2 separate regions of the Rattus norvegicus genome follow, and region 2 is linked to region 1. Evidence: chromatin contacts called from public Hi-C data. All regions are on one chromosome and are shown on one strand. Each heading gives the region's core, a stretch centred on a gene start, on an enhancer-like site or on the middle of the called end of the contact. The rest is flanking DNA. Distances are from core to core; before and after follow the strand shown. Region 1 holds the start of Slx4 (SLX4 structure-specific endonuclease subunit). Region 2 holds the start of Zfp174 (zinc finger protein 174).

The links. Hi-C and Micro-C count contacts between places; a contact is called where the count stands out from the background.
Region 2: a contact with region 1 is called in a Hi-C map of the A7r5 cell line, with 6 times the contacts expected there. The contact joins the promoter of Zfp174 here to the promoter of Slx4 in region 1. A contact is called at or near these places in 9 of 12 Hi-C or Micro-C datasets (the A7r5 cell line, Schwann cells, frontal cortex and 4 more).

The regions. Positions count from the first base shown.
Region 1 is chr10:12,030,531-12,035,045 of GRCr8, forward strand. It overlaps Slx4 (SLX4 structure-specific endonuclease subunit), which reads left to right and starts at 2,466. Exons shown (of 15, transcript NM_001398651.1): 1 at 2,466-2,543; 2 at 4,269-4,515. It also overlaps a transcript of Dnase1 not described here.
Region 2 is chr10:12,180,669-12,185,183 of GRCr8, forward strand. Zfp174 (zinc finger protein 174) reads right to left here and starts at 2,021. Exons shown (of 3, transcript NM_001421389.1): 1 at 954-2,021; 2 at 1-33. The coding sequence starts at 1,355.

The DNA of each region.
Region 1 (4,515 bases), core at 1,216-3,715:
ACTTTCAGACCATTTGATTGTTCATGGTCTTGCCTCAGAGCACCCACCTGTTGGCTTACAATAGTCAGCCTGTTAGATGCTTCCCAGGCTGAACACCCCTCCCCTCACCGCCCACTTACTCTCATCTAGAAAACCCTGCCCCAGTGAAGGCAAGAGACCAAATCTTTTGGGTTCAGACCTAAGATTGAACTCAAGTTGACCAACAGGCCACTTGGTACCTAGCACCAGTTTCCAGGTTATTCCCCCCAACAAGTCTACACACCCCAGGTTACAATCCTGCCCGACACTTCACTTCCTAACCACCACCAATCAGTTGGAAAAGAGAAGTTAAGTTTATGGTTTGGCTCCCAGTACCAGCCAACTATGTCACAGGCCATAATGGCCTCCCAATCAGGTGTGGCCCAGGCTAGGTACCCCTTCTTGCCTCTATAAATGCTTGCCTAAAATTAGGCTCAGGGCTCCACCTTCCTGCTGTGCCCAAACTTGAGCTTGAATAAAGAGATGCTAATGCAATTGCATCGGAATTAGCTCCCTGGTGGTCATTTGAGGTTCACAAATGTTTCCTGGCACAACAAAGGTTTAGGGCTTCTCCACCAAATCTCTGACCCGCTGCATCAGCAGCACAGTGGGAAGTGAGTAGGGCCAAATTAGAGTTTAAAATAAAAACCCTTGGAGCTGGAGAGATGGCTCAGTGGTTAAGAGCACTGACTGCTCTTCCAGAGGTCCTGAGTTCAAATCCCAGCAACCACATGGGGGCTCACAACCATCTGTAATGAGGTCAGATGCCCTCTTCTGGTGTGTCTGAAGACAGTCACAATTTACTTATATATAATAAATAAATCTTAAAAAAAACAAACCCTCATGTGAGTACATCAGATTCGACTCCTGGTTGGTCTCTTGGGGCTCGAGAACACGAACAGCAGATCTTTCCTTTCTTCCCTCTTTTCCTCATCCTTACACTTTTTACCCTGCCTTTTAAAATGTTTTACTTACCAGATCTACTTCCCTTATATCTGAAAAAGGATGTTCTGATGTAAGTGCTTTCTCCACAGCAGCTCCTTTCATTCCTAATACATCTGCCAGAAGGCCTTTTGGACACTAGAGTTCTGATTGCAAGGAACCTTCATCCCTGTCACCCCAGAGCAGATACATTCCTCACACGTGTAGAATATGCTACGACAAGTTACTCAGCCACAAAAACAAGTGAAATATTCACTCATGCAGGACAAACAAAAGAGGCCACATATTTTATGATCCTATTTATATAAATACACAAAACACACAAACTTGGATTCCCAAGGGGCTAGGGGGTGGGGGTGGGGGGGGAATACAGCTGACTGTTAACAAGAACAAGCAGTTTCTATTTGAAACTATAAAATGATCTAGAATTTGATATCGATGACAGTGGTAGTCTTGTGGATAAGGATCTACTGAAACACACTTTAAAAGGATTTCACAATTGTTGGCTTTCTTTCTAGGCTCTGCCCCGAAGTTACCTGGCAAAGCCACGTAGGATTGGTTTGTTATAAAAGGGATTGTTTGCCACCCCCCTCGTTCTCTCTGCCCCTTCCCTCTTTCTTTAACTCTCTTCTCTCCCTGATTCCCTTTCCCCTCCTTCCCCCTCTTTCTCCATGTGTTCCTGGCTGGCTTTCCTCTCCCCTCCCCCTTTCTCTGCCTCTACTCCCTTCTCAATTCCCCTTTCTATGCCTCCAAATAAACTCTATTACGATATCCGTCATACGTCTGGTAGCTCAGGGGAAGGGATGCCTCAGCATGGACCAGCCGCACCCTAGAAATCTTATCCTTGGCTTAAAACAAACAAACAAACAAACACAAACAAACAAACAAACAAAACTACCTTAATTTATATCTTTAAGAATACAAAACGTGTGGTCGTCTCTCCAGGTCTACTCCTTCGAATGATCCCAGTGTTTTTTCAGTGACTGATCAAACTCTCAGTTCCCAATTCTATTATCGAACAATGTCCTCACTGAATCTGGCGTTTCTTCCACACATACACATCCCATTAGGGGATGCCACTTTCTTTTTTCCATTTATTTATGCATATGTCTGCAAATACATGTACAAACCAGAAGAGGGCATCAGATTCCTATGGGACTACAGTTGGAGATGGCTGTGAGCCACCATGTAGTTACTGGGAATTGAATTCAGGGCCTCCAGACGAGCAGCCACTGCTCTTAACCGATGAGCCATTCCCCGTTACCGCACTTCTTTAAAAGCGATCATCACTACCCTCATCCCAAGCTTCCTCTGCACTTAACAGAATTTATGCAGCGAGCGCTATCACCGCGTACAGATTATAGTCCTGGCTCGTGCGGCCTCACACCGACCGGAAACGCCCTAGCCACTGTGGAACACCGGAAGGCGACCCTCATCCCGCTTCCCACGCTAGGACCACGTACATAGTTTTGCGCACGCGCAGACCCTGCACCTGCGCACTCGTCATTCTTCGCTCGCAGGCCTCAGGGCGCAAGCGCAGCCCCGCGGCTCTCCGTTAAGAAGGTGCGGCTGCAGAGCGGGAGGTAGGAGGGGCTCGGCGTAGGCCTAGAGTGGCCCGGTGGTAGTGATAGTGGTGGGGGTTGTCACTTCCCGCGGTGTCCCCTCTCCTGCGAGGCCGGAAGGCGTCTATCTGTCAGCCTCTGCCGGACGTCCCTCGATCTTGACCGGCCCGCGGTGGGGTGGCAGGAGCTGCGCTCGGTAGACAGGGGCAGCGCCTCCCCGGAGGGAGGTAGGGACAGCCCAGGGATCAGAACCTTCTGTCTGACTTTAGGGCCGTCGAACATTTCCCCAGGCAGGCCCAGTCCTCTTCCGTGGGCACCCGTAAGGATAGCGGGAGGGTTCACCCCGCCTTAATCCATTCATTCCCTTGACGCCTGCTAGGAGCTGGTAGGCAAGTAGGACGCTGAGGAGGCAGGAGTTCCCTACTCTCTGGAAGCTGGAAGCCTGGTGGAATCCGTTATGTCGTTTAGCAGATATTGGTGGAGCATCTACCGGAGAGGACAGTCTTATGACTGGATTGTCAGGAGAGATGTGGGGACTCGTAGAAATGTACACATCTAGCACCGTACAATTCAGGTTGCTTTTGCCTGATGTTCCCGGCCTTTGGGAACTGAACCGACTTCTCTCTCACTGCAGGCCTCTCCTTGCTACTATTTCTCTTCAGTCTCCTCCCACTATATCAAACTTTGCAGTTCGTGAAGTCAACAGCCTAGCATTTATTGTAAGTTGGAAACCAGATAGCCCAAAGAAAATACAAAGTAAATAAATGTATAGCTAACTGATATGCTGAACTTTACTAACAGATAATTCAGTGAATAGAAACATAGAATCTGATACCCTGGAACCACATTGCCTAAAATCTTTACCCTGCTACTTCAGAACGGTTCCTTTTACACTGCTTGTGACTGATTCCTCACTGTGATGAAAAGGTGACAGTAGACTGTATTGTATAGGATTGCGTAAGGATTAATGAGCTAAAGATTTGAAAAGCAATTAGCATAGCACTGGACACATAAGCATTCAATAAGTGTTATACACTGCAAATGATTACAAGCTGTGGCAGATGTCACTGTGACAACCATGTGCGACGACACAGTGAGGAGGGGGACAGAGCCCATGTGAAGTAGTAGGGGAAAGTTTTATAATATTATTGTATTGCTATATTTGTAATGGATAGATTTCTGCCACTGGGTTATATAGGGAGGTGTGTGTGTGTATATATGTATATACGTATTGGGTTATATAGGGAGGTGTGTGTATGTATGTATGTATGTATTAGGTTATATAGGGAGGTGTGTATGTGTGTGTGTATTGGGTTATATAGGGAGGTGTGTGTATGTATGTATTGGGTTATATAGGGAGGTGTGTGTATGTATGTATTGGGTCATATAGGGAGGTGTGTGTGTGTATGTATTGGGTTATATAGGGAGGTGTGTGTGTATGTATGTATGTATTGGGTCATATAGGGAGGTGTGTGTATGTATGTATGTATTGGGTTATATAGGGAGGTGTGTGTGTGTATGTATTGGGTTATATAGGGAGGTTGTGTGTGTGCATGCGTGTGTGGTGTGTGATATGTCTTGCGTGTCATGTGTGCTGCACTGGGATATACTGTGGAACAAGTATACTTGTAACCAGGCTGTATTTGGAGACTCTCCCCATAACGACATCCTCTGTACATCCTGGAAGAATGACATAAAATAGCATTAGCTGTCTAACTACACTTAGATGCTTTTGGTTTTCCACAGATACAGAGTTAGATGAACCTATGTCCTTTATCACTGTGGAGACCTTGGAGAATCACCTGATCACAGAGTTCACATGTGTTCTATCCCAGAGGCAGCTGTTGGACAACAAAAGAGGGAAGTTTTTAAACAAGTTGTTTAACTACGGGTCCAAATTGAAGAAAGATATGAAAGTCATTATGGAGAGGAGTACAGTACTTGGTTTGCAATTGTGCAAAGTCTCCAAGTAAATCAGAGAGAAGACAGCTGT
Region 2 (4,515 bases), core at 771-3,270, 150 kb after region 1:
GAGCACCTTCTGCCCTTGCATACAAACGGTCACCTAGGAAAGGGCTATCCATTAATTCTCCATTCCTTGATGGACTGGGAGCAACATGCCACCCACTGCTACAGAACGACAGACCTCTTTACCCTGGGAAGACCTGGTAATGACCTAAAGTCCAAATTCCGTAGAGACCCCCAAAAGCAGGTGAAGGGAAGAGCATGCAGAGCAAAAACAATGAGGCTGCCTCACAGTCAGCCCAGCACACTCCCCAGGTGGGTGCCCACAGCTTGGGCCAAGATCATCAAAAGAGGGCCGGCAAAAATACCAGACTCATGAACAATGCTCCCTGGATCTCCCACCCCTCTCTACTTCTGCTAGAAATAGGCCCTGTGGGAACAGAACCAGTATGGAAGGGGCCACTGAAAACCATTCCTACTTGGTTTTTCTGTCAGAGGGGGCCAGGATACTCAGCTTTAACAAGGCTGCCCCACTTGCTTTCCCTCAGTGGCTCCAGCTGGGGTTTCACTTGGGGGAGGGGGTGGGGCCAGACGGTAACACCAGAGAACTGAGCTGAGACTTCCCCATTCAAAAGCAATAGGGTAGGCACTTCACTGGAACACAGTCCACAGAGCTTCACCAAAATTAGTTTCTTAGGGAACAGGCTAGACCTGTGGGCTAAGAATTCTGATTGTAGCAAAGCTTCAAGATGTGGGCCAGGGAAGATCTGACAGGAGAGATTCCTTAAAGCTACGGTCCCGGGGTCTATGAAGGAATAGCTTACTCCTCTGTTTCATCACTGAGTGCCAGGGGCTCCGGTTTTCTGAAACTCTGTTACGACTTTGTGGGTCGGGATAAGGGAAGTTCCTCCAGGCTGGAAGAACTTTTGAAGCCATCCAGTCCTCTGGAATCTCTAACTAACTAGGGATTGTGAGACAACAAAGACATTACCTAAAACCCGCAGAGAAAGGACTCCTTACCCACTGCTTTGGTTTTTTAGACGCTGTGTGCAAATCTTCCACCAGGGTCACAATCTCCCTGCTGCTCTTTGGATATCGATGCCAGACCTGTGCCTGGATCTCTGGAGGTAGGATGACCAGAAACTGCTCCATCACCAAGAGCTCCAAAATCTGCTCTTTAGTGTGTAGTTCAGGCCGCAGCCACTGTCTGCAGAGCTGTCGAAGGCAGGAGAGCGCTTCCTGGGGCCCAGACACTTCTTGATAACAAAAGTGTCTGAAGCTCTGTCGAGAAAGCTCCGGATCAGGACTGGCTTTTCGCTGAGTGGGGGTGCGTTTTTCTTCCAGCTTCATTATTATGTGTCTCTCTTGCTTGTCAGAATCCTCAGTGGGGTTACTCAAAGTTATTTCCATTTTAGCTGCCATCTTGGGGGCTCTGGGAACAATGTCACTCTAATCACGAACTGATTACGTCTTCTGGGTCATTGCTCTGGAGAAATCTGATGGCTAGAAAAATGTTAGGAATGAAGCTCCTTGGAAGTGTTAGGGAAGGGCCACAAAGACATACTTTTATCATCTGCTAGTCTTTATCCCAGACTCTGAAGACAAGATAGTTCCTGGTCTTTTCGTCAGTTTTTAAGGAGAAAAGTCATAACGTCCCAGAAGGGCACTGGAAGGAGTATTTTATTTTGGTATCTGGCGAAATTCACAACACGATCTAACAGGCTGGTAGAGGAATCCCCAGGGAAAGTTTAAGATATCTTGCGGGTAGCTCGCACCAACTCTCCCGCATCTGGCAGACACCGACCTGATCCAGTACCTCAGAGCGAAGCAGAGCCAAGGCCACAGCGCGGCCACAACGTGGTTAGGGGTAGGGAATGCGGTTCCGCGGCGGCCCAGCCAGCTCGGCCTGGCGAGGCTGCAGCAAGGGGACACGCAGGTCCACCGCAGTGTTGGGTGTCAGCTCCAGTAGCCACCTGCGACGCCAAGTTCTGAGGCAGCTTAGAAGCCAGCGCCAGCCTGCAGGTGACCCACCTTTCCAGAGACTGGACACCGGGAACCTAGAGCACAGTCTAGGGGCGGGGCCGGAGCCCGGCCGCGGAGACGCCCACTGGCTCCAAGAGCTACCCACGAGAAGGCCCGCCTCTCCTCTACAGGATTGGGTCTCCGGGACATCGATAATCGTTTATTAGCCGTTTGACCTATCAATCAGTCGCAGTGCCTCCTGGGAGTGGTAGTCCAGTGGCTAGTCCAGGAGCGTGCGCAAAGTGCTGCCTAATTCCTAGATAGTTGGCAATCGCTCTGTTGGTTGAGGAAATTTGGGAGAGCAGGAAGTGCGGGGCTCGAGCGAGTCCTCCGTATGGAGGGCTCTTCAGGTCAGGTATCACATTGGCTAGGAGACCCTCCCTCTCAGTCTGTGTGGTACTTGTGTGGTACCCAGGTGTTGGATGAACCCGCTGAAACTTTTCTCTGATCTCACCTCTAGGGTTTTTCCTGCTCTGTATGGTCTAAACCTCTCAAATGACTCAACGAATGCTAATAAGTAGGGGGGAAAAGTAGTCTGCCCACCACAAGGGCTGTCAACCTGGTACCATCTACGATGTGCAAGGGCAATCCCTGTCTTCACAATCAATGAAGCAGTAATTCAGTGATGAATGGAACATAATGTGGGAGGCTTTAAACCAGGAGAGCATCTATTAGACTTTCTTGAGTTTTGCGAGTTACGGGATATGAGAGAAAGGGTAAAGCAACTACAACTTGTATTACTGAAGATCGACCTTAACTTTTCCACACGTCTTCCTATGCTTGGAGACTTTAGACCCTCTCCTCACATACTAACGGCTTAGCATTTCCAAAAACCATTTCTCTATGGCTTTTGCCTTTCTTCCACAGTTCTCTTTTATTTTAAATTTATTTTTAGGTGTATGGTGTCTTGCCTGTATGTATGTATGTATGTATGTATGTATGTATGTATGTATGTATGTATATGAACCACATGCATGCCTGGTGCCCATGAAAGCCAGAAGAGAATGTTGGAATCCCCTGAAACCGGAGAGTTGTGAGCTGTCTGTCATGCGGGTGCTGGGAATCAAACCCCGATCCTCTAGGAGAGCAGCTAGTGCTCTATACAGTGAGCCACCTTTTTATTTCTTTTCTTTTCTTTTCTTTTCTTTTCTTTTCTTTTTTTTTTTTTCGGAGCTGGGGACCGAACCCAGGGCCTTGCGCTCGCTAGGCAAGCGCTCTACCACTGAGCTAAATCCCCAACCCCCGAGAGCCACCTTTTTATTTTTACTTTTTATATACAATCTTTTTGTGGTTTTGAGACTTCTCACAATGTGGCCCAGTGTATAATCCTTCCATCTCTGCTTCCCCAGTACTGGATGATAGACACGTGCAAGCATGCTCTAGAAAACTCTTAATTATTTTTTTTCTTGAGGCTGAGAGACAGCTCGGTTGATATAGTGCTTGCCACACAAGCAGGAGGACCCATGTGAAAAATCTGGATGTGGTGATGAGCTCTTGTAATCCTGATGCTGGGGGGGAGGTGGAGGGAGGGCAGGTGGACCATTGGAATTCCACTTACCCTAGCCTAGGTACTAATTTCTAGGCCAATGAGAGGCTCTGCCTCAAAATAACAAGGTGGAAAAACCAAGCAAGCAAACTAAGGTGCCTGGAGGCAGGTGCTTGCTCTTCTAGAGGACTTGAGTTGTATTCCCAGCACTGGTCAGGCAGCTCACAATCATGTATAACTCCAAATCCAGGGGATCCATCACCTCTGGCCTCCACTGCTACCTCACATGTACATACCCACACATAGGCACGCATACCTACACATAATTTAAAGTAATAAACAAATCTTTAAAAAGCAGCCGGGTATAGTGATGCATGTCTTCAATCCCAGCACTCAGGAGGCAGAGGCAGGCTGATCTCTGCGAGTTCAAGGCCAGCCTGGTGTACGGAGTGAGTCCTAGAACAGCCAGGCCACATAAGACTCTGTCTTGAGAAAAACAAGAGTTTTAAAAGCATGTAACAAACTGTGGAGCCCAGCATGGCCCCGGTGGGGACATAATGACATGGCTACCTGTCCCAAGTTTATTGTTTGTGCTTAACAAAGGCAGACAGATCTCTGAATTCTCTTGCACTGTTAAGAAAAAAAAATGTGCTTGCTATCTCTTAAGAATCAAAGGGCTAGGGCTGGAGAGATGGCTCAGCAGTTAAGAGCACTAACTGTTCTTCCTGAGGTCCTGAGTTCAATTCTCAGCAACCACATGGTGGCTCACAACCATCTGTAATGAGATGTGAGGCCCTCCTCTGGTGTCTAAAGACAGCTACAATGCACTCATATCTATAAGTATTTTTAAAAAAGAATCAAGAGGCTAGCAAGGAGTGCTGACTCATAAGATAAAAGGAAACCTGGAGTAAATGACTGGATTGATATGCAAAGTAAAAGACTGGACCTGTGTTCTGCAGGGGATGAGTTAGGTAGAGAATTCTTTTGTATGAAAAGAGAGAACAGCTGTGGGTGTGTGAACCTCTCTAGGACAGACAGAACGCAGGGCGCTAGGCTGCATTTCACTCTATGCTC